3 separate regions of the Anser cygnoides genome follow, and all the other regions are linked to region 2. A link is a contact called in public Hi-C data. All regions are on one chromosome and are shown on one strand. Each heading gives the region's core, a stretch centred on a gene start, on an enhancer-like site or on the middle of the called end of the contact. The rest is flanking DNA. Distances are from core to core; before and after follow the strand shown.

Region 1 (2,700 bases), core at 181-2,680, 200 kb before region 2:
CATACTTTTGGTAAATAACTGCTGTGGTTTTTTGTTTGTTTGGTGTTTTTGAGTTAGCATCATCTGGTCTGCAGTACTTGGCTGTTAAGCTCGTATAACCAACTCATTAACACAACTTGTCACATATATAAAATTGTCACCCACCTATTCTACTTAGCCTGCATGTTCTGAGGCAAAGTAGTCATTTAATTTTGAGACACCTTTAGGTAATATGCTTCTGCATTCTTGTTGTTGTCCATTTGCAGTTTGTTTTAATTTCCTTTACAAAATCTAGCTTCATCCAGCTTCTGACAGGTTTCATTGCTAGGCTTTGCAGTGGCAAAAGAATTCTATTGTGATTATGTGGTCAGTATTTTATTTTACAAGCCCTGTTGCTGCGAAGATGCTTGCATGTTACACAACTCTGCTTTTTGGGAATAGTACTGGGGTAAAATTCTCTTAGGAAGTACATGAGAGAGGTTGGATTTACATCTGAAGATAGATAACCCAAAAGGCATACAAAGTTAGTGCAGTAAGTGACGTCTGTTTCTTTTCTGAGTTGTTACTCTCCAAGAGCCCAACCTTGAAAACCTTTACTGGTAGGCATATTTATTAAATAATACACATTAGTGTTTGCTGGACTGGCTACAGTTAAATGCAGTATCATGGAGGGATCTCCCATAAATGCACCTGATAGGAAGTTAGATTTAAAAAAAAAATTTTTTTTAAAGATCTTCCTGGATCACTTTTCCCTCTTTTTTCTTTAGATTATGATAGGGGCTTTGCTCATGTGTTGTATTTGAGATGTTTTATAGGCAGCAAACGCTGTGGTTTTGTTGTGGTTTTTTTTTTCTCCCTAAGATTTAAGGGCGATTCATGAAAGAACGTGTATGTAATTTTTCTAACTTCAGTGCTCTAATATAAGAATAATATAAAGAAGAAATAGAAATTAACATATGAATTTTCTTTGACGTATTTAAAGTGCTTTTATGGTATTTCAGTCTTGAGGGTGCTTCCCTGTTAAGTAAAAGCCTGCATACTAGGGCTAGAAAAGGCTCTTCGTTTTCTGACATACTTAGTGGAGAAGGATGTAGGGAACAGTTGTGAAGAACATAAAAAGAAAACAGTTTGGTGTTTCAGCACGGTTGTGTGCGTGTGAGTTGTAAAGCAGCCACGATTGTTCAGGTGGAGTGAAAACCAAAGCTCGCTAGGGGGCAGGAGAACATAGGAAGTAAACAGTACTTCCCTTGAAGCTCCAAAAATATTGAAAAGAAACTGGCTGCTTTACCTCTCTGCTGATCTGGCCGTGATCCATGAGCCGCCTAAAGCCCTCTCCAGTTAAACCGTCCAGAGAACAAAGAACTCTTCTTCCAGGGGTTATGGGAGCCATAAAAACCTCTCGGGATGACTGAATCTAAGCTCCTTAACAGGTGGTGGTAGTGTTACATGGAATAAAGAGGGAGCAAGCCTGCTTTTTAGATCGTGAAACCCTGTCGGCTGTTGATGGGAAGAGGTGCCACTTGTGTGCCACAGTTGGCTCAGGATATTCCCTGCTTTACAGTAGCCTTGTAACCTTCCGTAACCTTTCTTTAGAGGATCTCAGCTGCTTTGCAAACACTGGCTAAGCCTCTCTGCTCTCTGGGAGGTAAATAATGGTTGCAGGGATTACTTCCTCTACCAGGATTGAAATGAAAATCTTCTGAGGGAATAAGGGTTGCTATATAGAAACGTTGTGACTCCATAATAATCCGAAAGAGAAAAATAAGTTTTCCTCCATCTGATTGAAACAGCAGAGAAAACTTAACTAGAGAAGATAGAAAGGGGTTTTTGAGTTGGATGTTGGGGACATCAGATTAAAATTACTGTGATATTTATTCATGAGTAAGCAGATCTTTCACGGCTTTATGTTGATGTGTGCTTTGAAAGTTTCAGAACAAAATCCAGCACTGGGTTTTAATCAGTAATTTCCCATGTAGAATTCCTCCTACTGAAGTAAGACTTTCCTTTCTCTCAGCACCATATTTCCCTTTAGGAAGCTGCCGTCTACCCACTGACTCACTTCAATCCTGTTTAAAGGGATTTTGATCTGTTTCTGGGTGAAGGTGGCATGGCTGCAAGCTAGTACACATACCGATGCTACCATGTATTACTGTGCTGCTGTACTTAAAATTATTCACTTTTAAAAGCTGTAATAAAGCTGCAATAAATATTAATCTGAGGAATGTAGAAAATTGAGGGAATCTGTTTCACTGTTTCAAATGATTTTGAAGATTTAAAGATTTGTAGCCTTTCATCAAATGTTACCCCATTTGGCAACGCAGGACAAAATGTAGCAGTTAATCTACTTCTTCGCAGCCTGGAATGGGTTCGTTTTACTACTTTCTGCAAAATAATAATACTAATAAAAATAATGCTTACCCATTTCACAGGAATATTGGAAAGATTTAATGTCCGATATTTCCAAGCAGGTTCACAGTTATCTCTATTTATGCATATAGTTGTCCTGACATCTGCTTACAGTCCACAATAGTAAGTTTAAAATGATTTCTGTCCATTTAATCCTTATTTAATGTTGTGAGATGTTTTGGGAATCCCAGCGAGCAATAACGAGCAAGTATGGATATTTTTACTATGGAATTGTCAATAATAACAGAGCTCACATGAAGTCAAAAGAAAAGTATTCTGCAGTAGAATTAAAGCAGTCTGAAATATCTCTGAGGC
Region 2 (2,779 bases), core at 236-2,735:
GATGTGTTTATGAACCCCAATCAAGACCAGTGAAGCACATCATTCTCCCACCATTGCCCCTGTTGCAAAAATGATGTGCTCTTGGCAATACTTTCAGGAAACTCTGTTCCCTAGGCTAGGTGCATGTAAAGCAAAGCTTTCCTTCTGACACACAAAATAAAAATGTCCTGATCTTGTCTGCAATAGCAAAAAATGCTCCTGGCCTAGTAAAATTATGTCATTGAAAGAAGTGTCTCTGTGTCTGCTGGTGTACCTGTAAATCAGTTCAAGTGAATGGTCCTTTGAAACTCATTTCATCTGATATATATGCTCTTGAGGATGAATGAACTTTTGAGCTGCTAGTGCTGCCATCCCTCATAAGTCAAATCTCTTCTCCAGATACTTGAATCCCACGATGGTAGTAAAAACTGGGAGTTTACTAGATACATAAGCATCAATTTTTTGAGAGCTTTCACCTTGGAAGGCAAGCAGCGTCCTTGGGTTGAGTGCCTGTCAAATGAGTGCAGCTGCGATAAAGGATGAGAGGGAATTTTTTTGCTCTCTCCCTTCAGTGCTGGCAGGAGGAGCTTGCTTGAGACATCCTCCATTAATTAAAGAAGAGGTAAAAAGCAGGTAGTCATGATACAAGCTTCTCTCTGGCTTATACCTGGATGATATCCACGTTGTTTTGAATCTGGCCACCAGAGAAGCTTTAATTACAGCATGCTCAGAGTCCTGCCTGCCTTCCCTTCCCATAGTAAGGAAAGCAGCAAATCTGGGAGGGAAACCTGAAGCCCCTCTGGACTGAGACCCTGGCCAGAAACAGTATTTTCTGTGTATGATGTTCCAAAAGCTTGTGTGTCCCTGGTAGTTATTATTCCTGATATCTGTTGACAAAAGGAACCAGTGAAACCGAGGGTGACAGATCCATATTTGGTGCAAGAGGAGGATGTTTTCGTAACAGCATCTGACACATGGGACTTCCTGCCACATGGTGCTCTTGAAACAGAGTTTTTCAGGTCTCAAAAAGCTTGTGAATCTGCTATTGCAACAGTAGTGTATTAACCTTCACAAGACAGGTTACGTATCAGATATGAGGTAGATGGGGTCAGCAGGAAAACCATCATATGCTGCTGCGATTTTTATACATGCTTAGATACACATGGGAGAGTGCCAGCCCATGGCTAAGCAGCCCGCTGACACCTTGGGTTTGGCTCTGACAGCTTGGTTTTGAGGGGAGCTTCTTGCACCCGCGTTAACACCTGCAATGTAGATGTGCTGTTGTGTGGGTCTGGAGATGGATGCCCAGGGCTGATATGGGTTGAGCATCCCCCTGAGTCCCCAGGGAATCCTTCCTTTGCCCTCCAGATGTTCATTTTCGTCAGCTGCCTCTCTGGTTTTCCTATCCACAGCTGCCTCTCTTGGTTTGCTGCAAATAACAGGATGTATCAGTAGGTCTGGGAAAGGACAAATGGCTCTTCTGCCACAAGAGGTGCACCTTGGGTCCTGTGGCAATCTCACAGCAATGTCTGCAAGGCACTGAAACTGCTAGCAGAAGCCAACTGTAGGCAGCGTGGCTATCTAACATGGGCCGGGAGCTGAAAGCACGTTTTAGACCGGGGTAAGGAACGGCTCTGACACATCCGCGTATCACTGTGTAACCGAGACAGCAGCGATATCCTACAATTGTGATCCTGAGAGGAAATCAGAGCCAGAGTTCTCTGTCTGGACTGAACTCCTAGCAGGAAAGCGTTCAGTTAATGACATGAATACAAGCCATGACCTTACATTTCTTTTTCCCCTAGACTTTCACTGACTGCAGGATCAGGCATGCATTCCTTTGTGTCTGCGCGAAGCACGCTGCTGTGACAGGGAAGTGGCTTGCATGGTTTAGCTTTTCCATTCAGATAAGATTACTGAATAACCGAGAACTTCAGCCAGAGTTCACAAAATCCGCTTTTGTTAAAAAATTTAGCACTGCCACCTACAGGAGAGCGGCAGGAAGCTCCGCGACTGTCCTGCGTACCTGCAGGACTGCCTGTCCTGCTGCCCCTGCGCTCTGCTCCCAGCGCGCTGCTCCCCTGGAGAGCAGCAGCTTCCTCAGCGACATCAAAGGGAGATCGGCACGCACAGATAATGCAGAATACCTGAGAGCAGAGCTTTGTGTTTGATAACCATAGCTATTGCCTTTTGATTTCAAGAACCTCTTTTTTTTTTTTTTTTCCCCAAACACTCTGTGTTGCGCCTAAGCTCTGGTCCAAATCCCGGTGGAAATGATGGCAGCTTTCCACCGAGTAGGATCCAGTCCTTAACGCCTTTCATGTGTGCCAGTGAAAACTCTTTACCTTGCACACTAGCACTCTTTAGAGGCTCTCGAGTAGATAGACAGATTAGATTATTTAGCACCACACAGTGCTGCAGAAGTGGTGCTGGTGAGTCACTAAATGGCATTCTTCCTTCTGACTCAGTGCGGAGTCAATGCCCGAGCATGTTGCTATGGGGCTCTGTGTTGTTGGAGGTGCTCCTTTTCGGAGAAGCAAAAACCAAGGTCCTGACCCACTATTCTTGCAACAGAGTCCATTTGCCTGTGAGCCACTTGGTTGAACTTTATAGAAATTTTTGCCTTAGAACAAGTTATCCTTCGCTTCCACGAGAAAACTATTGTTCTCATTGCCAGGAGGGACCAGGGTTTTGAGCTATCTGGAACAAAATGTTTTTAAAACAAGAATGGGTTATTGCAAATACACTGTGGGGTTTAAATCCTTAATATTGAAGGAAAACCTACATGGGCACTTACTGC
Region 3 (2,700 bases), core at 176-2,675, 160 kb before region 2:
AATTTTCTGTAAAAAAAATCACCACCTATCCTAGGCACCTTTTGTGTCAGTTTCCCAGGAGTTTCTGCTGAAGAATTCCTTGAATAACCCAGGGTCCACTTGCATAAAATCCCAAATCCTAAATCTCCTGCTTACCTTCCTGGCCTTTTTCTGGATCCTGAATGCAGTCAGCTTGTGGTAACTGATCCCAAGCTGCTATCTGTGACCACATTTGCCACTTGTTTGTGTGCAGAGGGCAAGTAGAGTATTACCCTTGCTTGGTCTCTCTAGCATCTGCGTTAAAGAGTTATCACCAATGCAGCCTAGAAACATCCTGGATTGCTTGCACAGTGCCATGGGGCCCACATGGTTGAAATCCCCAGTGAGGACCATGGCCGATAAGTGAGTTGTTTTGGGTTATCCACCTCTTCCCCTTGGTCGGATGGCCTGTAACAGGCCCCCAGTGCCACGGGACCAATATTGCCTTTGCTTTGGATCAGTCCGTTTCACCCTGAAACTCTGCATGGACAATGAAACACTTTGTAAGCAGGTGCAATTGCCCTTTTTCCTCACTGCTTGTTCTCCTGTGACACTTTTCCAGTCACGAATGGTATCCCATTAATGTTTGTGATCCTGATCACAGTCGTAACTCTCTGACTGCGAACAGACTTCCAGCTCTTGTTGGTTGCCCAAGCTCTGTGCATTGGTATCCAGACACTTGTGGCAATCCTCTGCATGCCCTCCTTTCCAAACAGAAATGTGTAACTTTCCCTTCTGGCATGGAGTTGGGAAGGCCGGCTGAGTGATGGCAGTCTGTCTGCGCTGGCGGTGACCCAGGCCCTGGACACACATCAGACCTACCTGGATAACAGGGATAGATGCCTCTGTCTCACGTGGAGGAGCATCACCAGCCACTAACACGGGTATTTCGCTTAGTGCTGGTACTAATCCAAGGACTTGAGATACCTGCTTAGTATTTTCTCCCAAAACACCCACTACTTTTCCTGAAACAGGAGGAAAGAGAGCTTTATTCCTGTTACCTGAAGTCACAGGCTTCCAGCTTCCACCCTCTGCAAGTCCGTATCTTCTTCCTTCCCTCATGTCTTCCATCTTGCCCTGCTGGGGCCTCGGAGAAACTTCTTCAAAGCTCGTGCAGATCTCCAGAGGTCACCCCTGATGTGGCAGAGCCTGCCTGCCTCTCCTGGCACCTCCTCACCACGCACAGCAGTGACTCGATCAATCAGAGCACACCTCCCCGGCCCAGGCCGTGGCTCCCTGCCCTAATGAGGAGCACCGGGTGCCTGAGCAGGCCCCGGGTGGCACCGTGTCCCCTCAGCGCTTCCACGGAGGGACCTGAAGCACCAGAAGGGGCCGTGCTGCTGGCTTGCGTTGTCTTTTCACCGTATGGGGAGATTTCTTTGTGCTCCCCGCAATCCAACAGCCTTATAAACCGCTCTGCTTCTGTCTTCGTGTCCTGATGGCCCGGCTCCTTGCTGCTGGTGCTCCCTGGGGTGCTAGAGGAGGAGGAAGCTGATGCAGGTTAACTCTGCCCCTCCTGGGACCTGTACCTGGCAGCGAGCCTCGTATCCTGCCAGTTACTTCGTTCCCTGCCCTGTTTGCTTGCCGTGGGATCACCGGCACCGCCACGCGTCGCTTCCTCTTGTGCTGCCGTTCGGCACAAGGGTTGGAAACTGGAGCTGAGCTAGTTCTGCTGCTTTACCAGTGGGACTAGCAGCCCTAGTTAGGGGTAGGCAAATTAAGGTGATTTACGCAGGATTTGTTTTTATCTGCTTTCCACAACAACCGTTCAATAAAGTAAATATATGTTGTTGTTTTCCTTCTGTAAAGTATTTTTAGTAAATCCTCGGTGCCGGTTTTATTGAATGACTAATGCATTTTGGTACATCTGAATTACATCTATACTGAGTCATTTTGTTTTGTAATGACATATTTAAATGTTTAAATCTCTACAGAAATTAAATATTGTAAAAGACTTTAACCTTTTGTTCTGGGGGTTGGTTTGTGCCTGCATTATGTCACCACAAGCCTCTGCCATGGCCAAGAACTCCTGTAAGCTGAAGACTTTCAGCATGCTGTATAGCAAAAACATTTCTGGAAACCATAAGTGAGCCAACGTGTTTTTGCCAGCCAAAATTCTGTTTTTTTGAATCAGATCTTCCCCTGCGTGATTTGTAATGTTGTCACATGTAGCATTTCACAATACTCTTGTTGGACTCTGAAGTTTTCCTACGCCACTGTTCACCCAACACTTCTAAAATTTTCCCTTGTCTCTTCTCAGCCTGTACCCTAGTTAAATGGGGGCTTGTTCGTGGGCAAGGTTTTGCCAGTGTCAGGAAAAAAAATATAGTTAAATCAGTGTTCCCTGCCTTCTTGCTCTGGGATGAGTGTTTTTTCTTTTCTTTCTTTTTCTTTTTAATTATTATTTGTTGTTTTTTTTTTGTTTTGTTTGGTGTGTTTTTTTATTTTTTGTTTTTGTTTTGTTGAACTCACATATAGCATATGTAAGCTGAAATAAAAGAAAAGGATCTGCAAGTTTTGTACTGGGATAACTGTTTGCATTTACTGCATGTAAATTCCTTCCTTGAATTACTTTGTCATGTGGACTGCTTCTTGAACTATTTCTTCCCTAGTCTGTTATCTTTCTTATATCAGCTCGTAATACTTTTTTAGTCCTCGAACAAATGCCTGTTATACCAGGCT

What was found. A called contact is a pair of places that touch in the nucleus more often than the background predicts.
Region 1: a Hi-C map of liver shows a contact between it and region 2, with 2.7 times the contacts expected there. The contact joins two enhancer-like sites. A contact is called at or near these places in 5 of 7 Hi-C or Micro-C datasets (fetal liver, granulosa cells and liver).
Region 3: a Hi-C map of liver shows a contact between it and region 2, with 1.9 times the contacts expected there. The contact joins two enhancer-like sites. A contact is called at or near these places in 2 of 7 Hi-C or Micro-C datasets (both in liver).

The regions. Positions count from the first base shown.
Region 1 is chr2:152,167,466-152,170,165 of Taihu_goose_T2T_genome, forward strand. All of the region lies in intron 2 of NSMCE2 (NSE2 (MMS21) homolog, SMC5-SMC6 complex SUMO ligase), which reads left to right. Among named protein-coding and RNA genes, the nearest start is that of NSMCE2, 6.7 kb to the left of the region's middle. Within about 2 kb of position 1,431, at least 1 of the 3 cell types and tissues checked has open chromatin away from gene starts, as enhancers often do. A contact at or near this core is called in liver, where this site is marked.
Region 2 is chr2:152,362,531-152,365,309 of Taihu_goose_T2T_genome, forward strand. No RefSeq gene overlaps it. Among named protein-coding and RNA genes, the nearest start is that of TRIB1, 63 kb to the left of the region's middle. Within about 2 kb of position 1,486, at least 2 of the 3 cell types and tissues checked have open chromatin away from gene starts, as enhancers often do. A contact at or near this core is called in liver, where this site is marked.
Region 3 is chr2:152,205,881-152,208,580 of Taihu_goose_T2T_genome, forward strand. All of the region lies in intron 3 of NSMCE2 (NSE2 (MMS21) homolog, SMC5-SMC6 complex SUMO ligase), which reads left to right. Among named protein-coding and RNA genes, the nearest start is that of NSMCE2, 45 kb to the left of the region's middle. Within about 2 kb of position 1,426, at least 1 of the 3 cell types and tissues checked has open chromatin away from gene starts, as enhancers often do. A contact at or near this core is called in liver, where this site is marked.